Regions from separate parts of the Mus musculus genome. Here region 1 is linked to region 2. Evidence: chromatin contacts called from public Hi-C data. All regions are on one chromosome and are shown on one strand. The core of a region is the stretch at or near the end of the contact, and the rest is flanking DNA. Distances in the headings are between cores, read along the strand shown.

What was found. A called contact is a pair of places that touch in the nucleus more often than the background predicts.
Region 1: a Hi-C map of cerebral cortex shows a contact between it and region 2, with 2.9 times the contacts expected there. The contact joins two enhancer-like sites. A contact is called at or near these places in 1 of 15 datasets of contacts at CTCF or cohesin (stem cell-derived epiblast-like cells), 4 of 484 Hi-C or Micro-C datasets (cerebellar granule neurons, cerebral cortex and embryonic stem cells), 4 of 115 datasets of contacts at active chromatin or transcription factors (astrocytes, embryonic basal ganglia, embryonic forebrain and 1 more) and 2 of 9 other capture datasets (embryonic stem cells and embryonic tail).

What each region holds. Positions count from the first base shown.
Region 1 is chr8:112,256,838-112,262,484 of GRCm38.p6, reverse strand. No RefSeq gene overlaps it. Among named protein-coding and RNA genes, the nearest start is that of Gm39253, 38 kb to the left of the region's middle. Within about 2 kb of position 4,219, at least 19 of the 459 cell types and tissues checked have an H3K27ac peak or open chromatin away from gene starts, as enhancers often do. A contact at or near this core is called in cerebral cortex, where this site is marked.
Region 2 is chr8:112,068,368-112,073,792 of GRCm38.p6, reverse strand. No RefSeq gene overlaps it. Among named protein-coding and RNA genes, the nearest start is that of Gm22827, 8.6 kb to the right of the region's middle. Within about 2 kb of position 1,307, at least 4 of the 459 cell types and tissues checked have an H3K27ac peak or open chromatin away from gene starts, as enhancers often do. A contact at or near this core is called in cerebral cortex, where this site is marked.

The DNA.
Region 1 (5,647 bases), core at 2,970-5,469, 190 kb before region 2:
CCCTTTACATAAAATCTTCCCTCAGCCCCTCAGAGAATCACAAATACTCTGTAAAGATTTTCTTTTTTTGCTGAGCCAGGAGAAATTTCACCTAGACGTGGTTTCACTTGATTGCACTTAGCTTGCTATTGTGGATATTTCTGTATGTGTTTTAACTTCTCCTGTGAGTCTCTTGAAGGCTGAGTCTTTGTCCACAGAATTGAGTATTGTGTCTGTCACACAGTAGAGGCTAGATGCAGAGGGTAAACCTTGATGGTTATCGAGGAAAAGGTCCGTATAGCACTGTGTAGTCAGGCAGAGATGGAGGAGGAGATGCACTCGCCATCTGATGCGGGAGGGCATCTTCTTACCTCTGCCTGGCTTACATAACCAACATAGTAAGCAGTTGTCATGGCAAGACATGGAACAAAATGCCAAGGGACTGTTACTTACATTTTCATGGCCAATATGTATTCTTAATTAAAATATAGGGCTGTAGGAGAGGTAGCTAGGCAGTTAAGAGTGCTTACTGCTCTTCCAGAGGACCTGAGTTTGGTTCCCAGCAGCTGTAACTCGGTGGCTCACAACTAACTAACTACCTGTAACTCCAGCTTCAGGATCCAAAGATCCAACGCCCTCATCGGGCTTCCAGAGGCACCCATATATATGTGTATACACACACACATGCACACACACACACACATCTTCTATGTCATGGATTACATTCCTCACTTACTGCTTCTTCTCCAGAGAAAGTGATTGGCATAATTTCCAAAAGGATAAGACACTTTCTTTCAAGATTAGATTAGAACACTGTCCTTCAAAATACAGAATGTTTCCTCTGACTTTGGTTGAGTCTCGACTTTGGTTGAGTGTCTGTCCATTTGCTGTGCAACTGATACATTTTTTTAAACAACTCTTCATTATTATACAGCTAGATGAGACGCATATGTTCTGTCTCCACATACAAATGTATGAAAATACATGTGTAAATATATACCAATGTATACATGTCAGTGTAGATTTGAATATATAAGTAGATTTTAATGGTGTGTGTTTGTGTGTGTGTGTGTGTGTGTGTGTGTGTGTGTGTGTACATGAGTTTATGTGCACCACATGTGTTCAGGAGCATGTGGAAGCGAGAAGAGGCCACTAAACCCCTTAGAACTGGAGTTACAAGCGTTCATGTGCCACCATGTAGACACTAGGAACTGAAAGTCCCTCAAGGTCATTTTCTACAAGATTGGTAAGTGCTTTTAACCACTGGGCCACCTTTCCAGCCCCCAGTTTCTATCTTACAAGTGGTGTAAATGCTCATGAAGTTCACTGTAACACACTTCTCATGTCTGCAAAGCTGCGTGTGGTGCTGTTTTAGGATAGACTGCCCTCCTGAAACATCCCCATACCTGATATTTAGTAAGCAATTGCTGTGAAGTGTTAAATGTCCCCCTGATGGCTATAAAGAAAGGGGAGCATGCATTTTTAGGTACTTAAAGAATCCGAGTGTAAATCAATCACCATAAGCCCATGGTTTTATACAAAATTCTGCTGTTGACTGGAGGCTGCTCACTAACCACATTTAGAAACTAGTTTTTAAATTTTTTTCTTTACTCTTGAGAATTCATGCATTTATACAATAAAATGTAATACTATACAATCTTTTCCCCATAAATCTCAAAACAGTCTTAATTCCATGCATATTCATATATATGATCATATATTCATATTCATAAAATTATCTGTATATGTATAGATGTATACATATATATGAGCATATCTGTATATATGTATCTGTATATATACATATATGTATATATATATATGTGTATTGTATATATGTGTTATATATATATATATATATATATATATATATATATATATATATATGTATATGTATATCACTAAGTCCATTTAGTGCTGCTTATATGTGCATTGATGTGGCGTATCTTCTGAAGCATGGAAAACCTACCAGTGGCCACATCATTAAACAAGAATGATTGTTTCCCTCCCAGCAACTCTCCACTGCACATAGCTTCTTAGTAAAGCCTAGGGCCTGCAGACCATCTACTCTACTCCATCTATACTGGGACCTTGGCTAACAGCTGCCTTGAGTTCATGAGTGACACAGCAGTCATGTCCAGAAGACAGCACAGCATCACGGTTCTCTCCCCTAGCCCCTAGCTCCTGCATCCTTTCCTCCCCTTCCTCTGTGATGCTTGCTAAGCCTTGATGGGGGTTAATAGAGATGTCTCATTGAGGGGAGAGCAACCTGTCTCTGTTCCTTGGCACTCTGACCTCTCCATTGGTTGCTGCCCCCTGGAAAGGAATCCTCAGCACAAGGTTGAAGGTAGCCTGGGCCTCTATGTACCAGCACAAATACTAAAATACCACTTTTTAAATGTGTTTATTATTTTCATAACTGAAAATGGTTTACCTTTGAGACTGAGTGCAATAGAAGTCAATTAATTCAGTAAATTTTTAAGTGTGTGTATTAAAGAGGTCATGAAAGTTTATTCCAAGCTGGGGACAGTAACCTGTCTTCTTTGTTGCTGTGATAAACATCATTACCAAAAGCAACTTGGAAGAGAAAAGGGGGGTATTTCAGTTTACAGGTTACAGTCCAATATATATATATATGACAGGAACTCATAGCAGGTGCTTAAAGCAGAAAACACACAGAAGAATGCTGCTTGCTTACTGGCTTGCCCTGCTAACTATCTTATACAGCACACACACACACACACACACACACACCAGCCTAGGAATTGTAACCCCCAAGGTGGGCTGGGTCCTTCTACATCAATCAGCAGTTAAGAAAATACCCCTCAGGCTAATCTGATCTGGACAACTTATTTAGTTGAGGTTCCATCTCCCCATGTGACTCTAAGCCAGTGCCTGTAATAGCTGCATTTGGAAGACAGAGGCAAAAAGATCATAAGTTTGAGGCTATTCAGGGCTACATAGTGAGAGAGAAAGAAAAACAGAGAGAGAGAGAGAGAGAGAGAGAGAGAGAGAGAGAGAGAGAGAGAGAGAGAGAGAGAGATTATTCATTTATTCAATTGCTGGTACAGAGTACCCATTAGTGAATTGATTAGCACACCAAAGCATATTTACCTATAAAACTGATAAACTAGAAATTCCCATGTGATATCTGCCAGTAATTTCTTTTCATTTAGAGATAGGCTAAGGATCAGTAAATAAATATGCTGATAATAGGTTTCTTAGTGTGCATGGTCATAGCATAACAGTTGATCCTAAAATATATATTCTTTAAATATTAAAAGTTTTATGAACATATGGACAAAGAAAACAAAAACAATAAGAACATTATATCAAACAAAGAAATATTGAAATAAAAATTACACAGAGAGTATATACATTATCCATACACATACCTATGCCCATACACATGAACACCAGCACACGCATGTACCTGTGTATCCATGAACATGCATACATGCCCACAGGAAATAGAACTAATAATGTGGACCTCAGAGTTGCTATGCATAAAAACATAAAAGGCATGATTTTTGTGCCTTGAACATTTAGTAAGATGTTTTGCTAAATCATTTTTTTTTATTACTATTAATCACAACTACTGGTTCCTAACATTGAAGTTAGCCAACGTGAAATGCTAAGGACAAGGGCCTGCATCACCTGAAGGAACACAGAATGCATTCCCTTTGTACATGTGACTGATGGAAAGACCTCTACTGTATAAACATAAAAGACCAATACTTCCCCGGGGGGGGGGGGGGGGGAAGTACCTGAAGGTACCACTAAATGGAAGGATGATAGAAAAACTCAAGTCCAATCCGGAAGTGTAAAACACAGAAGGTAGTATGATTGTGGGGAGTCTGACAAAAGCTTGCTTGGTTCATTGTTTTAAGAATAAAGAGCAAAGATACATCAAAGGCAAACTTGATCACTACTAACCAGGGCATAGTTCATGATCCTGGGGAACTGGAGACTGAAAAATGCAAATGGTATTTCTTTACAGGCTGCAGATATACGCTGGGATTAGAAAGAAGAGATGGCCTTATTGTAGGCAATCCCCCCTCCTTTGGGGGGGGGGGGGAGAGAGCGGGAGTCCTATGTGTACATCTTTGTGCACAGGAAAGATAATTAAAAAAAAAAGCAGAGAGGTGGCGAGGGGGAGCAGGGTAACTTAAGGAGAACACTAGAACCTGCAGCCAAATGATGCTGCGTTGGAGCTTGCTCGCAGAGTGACAGGCTGCTCTATTCGGTCCCTGGTGCTGGAAACAAGTATAAACGCCTCTTGGGTGGGGCTCTTGCTGGTCTTGGTTAGGGATCACTGGCTGATTCTTCCAAACATTTAAGATCCATCAGTCTGTCAGAAATTGAAAAACTAGAAATGGAACAAATACAGAACCTCCCTCTCCAGTCAGCTCGTCGAAAGGCATGCCTCGCTTTCGGTCACAGGCGTGACATGCAGGGCAGTTTTCTAGCCAGCTGGCCATAAGAAGAAATGACTACAACCCAAACGTCAAAAAAGCGTTACTTTATGGGAATCCATAAGGCCTGCCAGCCCTGAGCCTGACCATTCTGTCAAATATCTCTTTTCAAAATATTTACCTGACTGACAGTCGCTTGGCTGCAGTGGGGTGCGGATCAAGGACGGGGAGGCATGGTTCTGAATCGCTGCTATCGTTTTAATCTGCGCTGTGAGGGTGAGGAGCTGGACACAGACGCAGGGATTTTGACAAACATCTATTTGGTCTTTCAGTAAAGGTTTCAGACTTAGAGCCAGAGGCAAACGGTGGCAAAATCCATTGAAGGCAACTGGCTACATCTCCACCAAAAGGGGGCGGGAGAGGGGGTAACCGGTCTCCCTGTTGGGGGTTCTGTTGTTTTCAGACCTTTAAGACACACAGGTAGCTCACACTGCCAGAACCCCTGTTGCTCTTCGGAAAGGGGCAGCGATTATGTCAACACACACACAAAAAAGGCATTGTCTACCCTCAACGTTGTCCGCTTGCTATTCATTTCTGGGAGGGGGTGGGGCGAAAGTCATCAAATACTCGTAAGACAGAACTGCTAAGCAGCTGGCTAATCGTGGGCTCTGCAATTATTGTATTTTCATTCTGGCTCTAAAAAAGGAAACACTTAAAATGAATGAAATATGCAACAAGGCCTCTAGCGATGAAATTAAGCCACGGCATTAACTGCCATTTGTATAGAGGTTTCGAGAAAATACTCGCTAGGTCTTTTGTCTGAATGCAACTTCTCCTCCAGCCCCATCTTAATTCCTAGAATATAAGGTGACGCCCACTTAGATACCTTGGTTTTTTTTTTTTTTAACTGAGAAAATTCTTGGCTATCTTGAGGCCAGAAAACACTTTTTTTTTAAGAAAGTCAATATTAGCTGTTTCATATTATTTTTTCTTTGCATCTAATAACATTTACCTTGTTACCGTTATCACTGTTTTGTTGAGCAAATTGTGTACTATATCATTACTATTTTAAAGAATCAGGCAAGACAAGAAGTAGGACTGTCCTGTCCTTGATAAGGAAGAGTTATCTGAGAACAATTAACCTGCTGAACCTCCTACTGGTGATAAGTCCCGACACTCCATTAAATGCCTCGTGGAATGTTTCCAAAGTCCACAAACATCCCATCAATCATATTTCCATATAAAAACTTGTC
Region 2 (5,425 bases), core at 58-2,557:
CTAGGATGGAGTAGTAGACTCTACTAGCCTAGCATGTGTGAAGCCCTGGGTTTGACCCCCAGTACCACCGCATACATATATACATACATACATACATACATACATACATACAAATATAAATAAATGCCAGGCAGTGGTGGTGCATGCATTTAATCCCAGCACTTGGGAGGCAGAGGCAGGCAGATTTCTGAGTTCGAGGCCAGCCTGGTCTACAGAGTGAGTTCCAGGACAGCCAGGGCTACACAGAGAAACCATCTCAAAAAAAAAAAAAAAAAGTACACACACACACATATATAATCAATTATTGTGATGGAAACAGAAAAGAGCAGGAAAAGAACACCACAAAAAAGAACGGCTCCAAAGTGAACTTCCCTTGTGTCCATCTACAGACGGAATAATGGATTCTTCTCAGGCTGGGGTGAGGGCTCACAGTCCTAAAGCGCTTGCCCACAGTCCTAAAGAGCTTACCCACAAGCACAAGGACCTGACTTTGGTCCCACCATCCACACAAAAAGCTATGCATGGTGGCAATTCAGAGACAGGTTAATCCGTGGGGCTGGTTAGCTAGCTAACCTTCTTGGCAAGCCCCTACTCCCCCTGGGAGATGCTGTCTCAAGGAGCAATGTGGAGAGATTCTGAGGAATGGTACAAGGTTGACCTTTGGCCTATACGTTCACATACACAATTAATTGGTTAAAATATTTTAAGCAAAAACAAAAAGCGGGGGCTAAAATTGAGTGTGGTGGCGCGCCCCTGTGATAACAGTACTTGAGAAGGTGTAGTGGGGTCACCCCGAAGTCTAAGGTAATTTAGCTACATAGTTCAAATCTGAATACACACATACCCACATACACACACACACAACACACACACACACGCGCACACACTGGCTACACAGTGAGTTCAAAGCTGAATTATGTGAGACTCCATCTCAGCCTCCACCCTTTCAGTCTCCCACACATATACATACACACACACTTACACACACACATTCCAATGAAGAGGGCTGGAGATATAGCTCAGTGGCAGTGTTTGCCTAGTGGACATAAGGTATTAATCATAAGGTTTACTACTGAGACCATGAAAGAAAAGAGAAAAGATGGAAAGTGACCGTGGATGGCCTGTATTTTAACCTACATAAAGTTAGGCTGATATCCAGTAAATGGCGATGCCGCGATTTGAGCCCAGGTTTGCCTGACTCCACTGGCCTTCATCTTTGTGATTCACGAGCAGATCTGTGGTCTTTCATTTAAGGCGAAATGCTCTGCTCGGTGCTCAGGGACTTGGCAGCACCGGGCACTTCCGCCCAGGCTTCACACGTTTTTTTCTCCCTAGACTTAGCACCGACTGTGTCCCTCCCTCTAACCAGACTTCTATCCAAATTGGATTTCTTGCTTTTGCCAAGCCGTTTGTTCCCACGCTTTCTTTGGTCTAAAGGGATCCAAAACAACTTCCTTTATTACAGTCTTATTAATCTACTGCTGAATGGAGATAAATCACTACCACCGATGACAGTGCGCATGCTCGTCCTGCATGCCCTGCGTAAGGACGTTCAAAGAAACTGGGTTAGGGTTGTTGTCAAAACAGAGATTGCTCAGCACTTACTGCTCTCCCAAAACCAGGTCAGGTGGCTCACAACCACTTGCAACTCTAGCTCCAGGGTTTCTCACACTGTCTTCTGGCCTCTAAGGCCATCCGCGCACATGTGGCATGCATTCACACAGACATACCCGTAAATGAAAATACATGTATTTTTAAGAAGGCTGATGCAGGAGGATTGGCATGAGTTCAAAGCCAGCAAGGCAAGCACAAGCTATACAGCAAGATCCCATAGCAAAAGAAAGATAAAAAGGAAAGAGGGGCTAGCTAGAAGGTTCAGTGGGCATTCCTGCAAAATCATGAGGACCCGAGTTCACATCCCCTGCACCTACGGTAAAAATCAAGGCATCACCATCCAGGTCCGTGACCCCAGCACCGGAAAGCAGAAACAGGGGGAACCAGAGATCTCACTGGCCAGCTACGCTAGCTCAAATGAGCCAGGTTCCACGAGGGAGCCTCTCTCAAAAAGTTCAAGAAGAGAACAATAGCGGGCAGTAGAGGAATAAACCCAGCACGGACTTCCGGACCTCCGACCTCCGACCTTCACACCTGCCTACACCGGCAAGCACATGCAGACACCACACACAAATAAATGGAAAGGAAGGAAGAAGGAAACGTGAGGGAGCTACCCAGGGAAAGTAAGCCTAGAGACAAAGACACGAGCAGCAGTACACGATGCTCCAAGCACATACATTTTGTTCTCTCTCTAAACGGAGAAAACTTCTATTTTTGTTTTGCTTTTTGAGACAGGGTCTGGCGAAGCTCAGGCTGGCCTCAAACTTGCATTTGCTGTGAACCAAACTATGGTCTTGAGCTTAGGATGCCTCCCCCCACAGCCTCCCCTCCCATGTGTTAGGATTACAAGTCCTATGCCTAGCATATACAGTGATGCTTTCATTTAAAAAGTAAAACAAGGGGCTGGAGAAATGGCTCAGAAGAACGACTCATAAGAACGACTGCCCTTCAGAAGGTCGTAAGTTCAAATCCCAGCAACCACATGATGGTTCACAACCATCCATAATGAGGTCTGATACCCTCTTCTGGGATGTCTGAAGACAGCTACACTGTACTTACATGTAATAAATAAAATTTAAAAAAAAAAAAACTTAAAAAAAAAAAGTAAAACACTTTCGAAAAAAAATGACTAATTGTAAGATCTGGGGTATGGGATACATTAAAAACTAGATGATATGCTACCACACCTGAAGCAGACAGATCGCTTTTTCTTTTTTAAAATTTATTTATTTGTTGGTTTTGTTTGTTTGTTTTATACCCGACCATGGGTTCCCCTCCTTCTCTTAAGGCTCCCAGGATACTACCAAAAGGGACAACTTGAAGAGGCTCCAACTGACCAAAGCATTGATAAGAATAATAACTTCAAAGAATGTACTCTCATCAAACATATTTTTAAATTTTTTAAATGTGACTGAAATAGAAAAATAAAAGCCTTCGTTAGCAGCCAGTGAAGTGGCAAGGGAATCCACGTGTTTTTATGGAAGCAGGGAGATAAGCAGAGGAGTCAAATATTCGACCTGCTTTCTACACAACAGCTATACTACAAGGTGACCAAATATTTGATAAAGAAAAATTTCTTTTCATGGGAGAGGGAACATATGCCAAGTCCCAGGGAAGGTGGGCAACAGCTATAAATGGTTCCTAACATTCCAAAAGAGGCAGACGTCTTGTAGTCATGATGAAAATGCCCAACACCGCTTATGAAGCACTCTTGCCAAGAAAGAGGCTCAGTCAAGTCATGCTTCCGAATATAATTACCCATATCCTAGGAATAGAGTCGGCAGGGGAGCAAACTGCATGACATCAAGAGAGAAATCCAAAGCGTGGGAACTTGTTCGGAACAATTAGCCTGCTTTTCCTGGGAGTGACTGCCCCACACCTCAGGTGTGTGTGCCATCTCGTAATCAGATCGGAGGTGTGTGCTTTGTCCTGCTTCTCAGAGACCCCTTCTAGGATGTTGTTCCAGGTGTCTCTCGTGGCAGCTGGCCTGAAGACCTTGACTTTACAGCCTTGTCCCCTCCCTTGTCCAAATGGTTCCTCTACTTTCCCTTCATTGTCCCCATGGCTTGCCAAGTTCCTGTCTGGGGGTCTGCTTTGGGAAGAATCCAAACTAAATTTATATCCTATGGATGATAAGTGAACTTTCACTAAAATAAATTCACTTTAAAATGATACTGTGAGACTATCAAAATGGTTTAGCAGGCCAAGATGTTTGCTGCCAAGTCTGAAGATATGAGTTTGACTCTTGGAAACCCCAAGGTTGAAAAAAAAAAAACAATTCTTAAAAGTTGTCATCTGAGCTGGGCAGTGGTGGCACATACCTTTCAACCAAGCACTTGGGGAGTAGACCCAGACAGATCTCTGTATCTACGGAGCAAGTTTCAGGATAATCAGGGCTACACAGAGAAACACTGTCTCAAAAAAAAAAAAAGTTATCAACTGACCCACCACACAATGGACCCTGGCAAACACATAGTCTTTGTAATCAATGTATTGCTATGAGGAGACACCATGACCAAGTCAACTTATAAGAGAAAGCATTTAATTTGGGGCTTACTTACAGTTCCAGAGGGTTAGTCCATGAGGAGAATTGGAAGCATGGAGGTAGGCAGGCATAGTGCCGAAGCAGTAGCTGAGAGCTTATATACATATTCTCTGAAAGGCAGAGGTAGAAACAAAGACTGGGCCTGCTTTGTATGGGCTTTCGAAGCCTCAAAGCCCACCCCTTCCCCCGTGACCAACTTTCTCCAACAAAGCCACACCTACTCCAACAAGGCCACACTTCCTTTTTTTTGTTTGTTTGGGTTTTTTTGGTTTTTTTGGTTTTTTTTTTTTTTTTTTTTTTTTTTGGTTTTGTCGAGACAGGGTTTCTCTGTGTAGCTCTGGCTGTCCTAGAACTCACTCTGTAGACCAGGCTGGCCTCGAACTCAGAAATCCACCTGCCTCTGCCTCCCAAGTGCTGGGATTAAAGGCATGTATCACCACGCCTGACTTAAGGCCACACTTAAGGCCACACTTCCTACTTCTTCCCAAAATAGTTCTACCAACTAAAGGACCAGGCATGCAAATATATGAGTCTATGAGGGCTATTCTGATACAAATAAGAGCCAGCCATGGTGGCACAGGAGTTTAATTCCCGCATTGGGGAAGCAGAGGCAGGAAGATCTCTGATTACAGGGCCAGCCTGGTCTACAACAGGAGTTCAAAAACAGCACAGAGAAACCCTGTCTCAAAACAATAACAACGGGGCTGGAGAGATGGCTCAGTGGTTAAGAGCACTGACTGCTCTTCCAGAGGTCCTGAGTTCAATTCCCATAAAGCACATGGTGGCTCACAACCATCTATAGCAGGGTCTGATGCCCTCTTCTGGTGTGTCAGCAGACAGCAACAATGTACTCATATACATTAAATAAATAAATAAATAAATAAATAAATAAATAAATCTAAAAACAAAGACAAAAAAACAAAGATCTGGGGAAGACTGGGAAGAGTGTAGGGAGTGGAAACTGTGGTCAAGATGTAAAGTACGAGAGACGAATAAAAGAAGAAAGGGATATACTAGTATCTCATGACCATTCACCATGTAATGTATGTGTATGTAACTCAATAGTCATGCTTGCTCTATTCTAGCTTATATTTAGACAGAGAAATTAGGTAATGTGGGTCTGGCGATGTAGCTGAGTTGGTGGAGCACTTCCCTAGCACGCACAAGGCCCTAGGTTCGATCCCCAACACCAACTAAGGTCGAGCATGGTGGTGCATGCCTGAAATCCCAACGCTTGGGAAGTGGAAGCAGGCATCCTCAGCTACC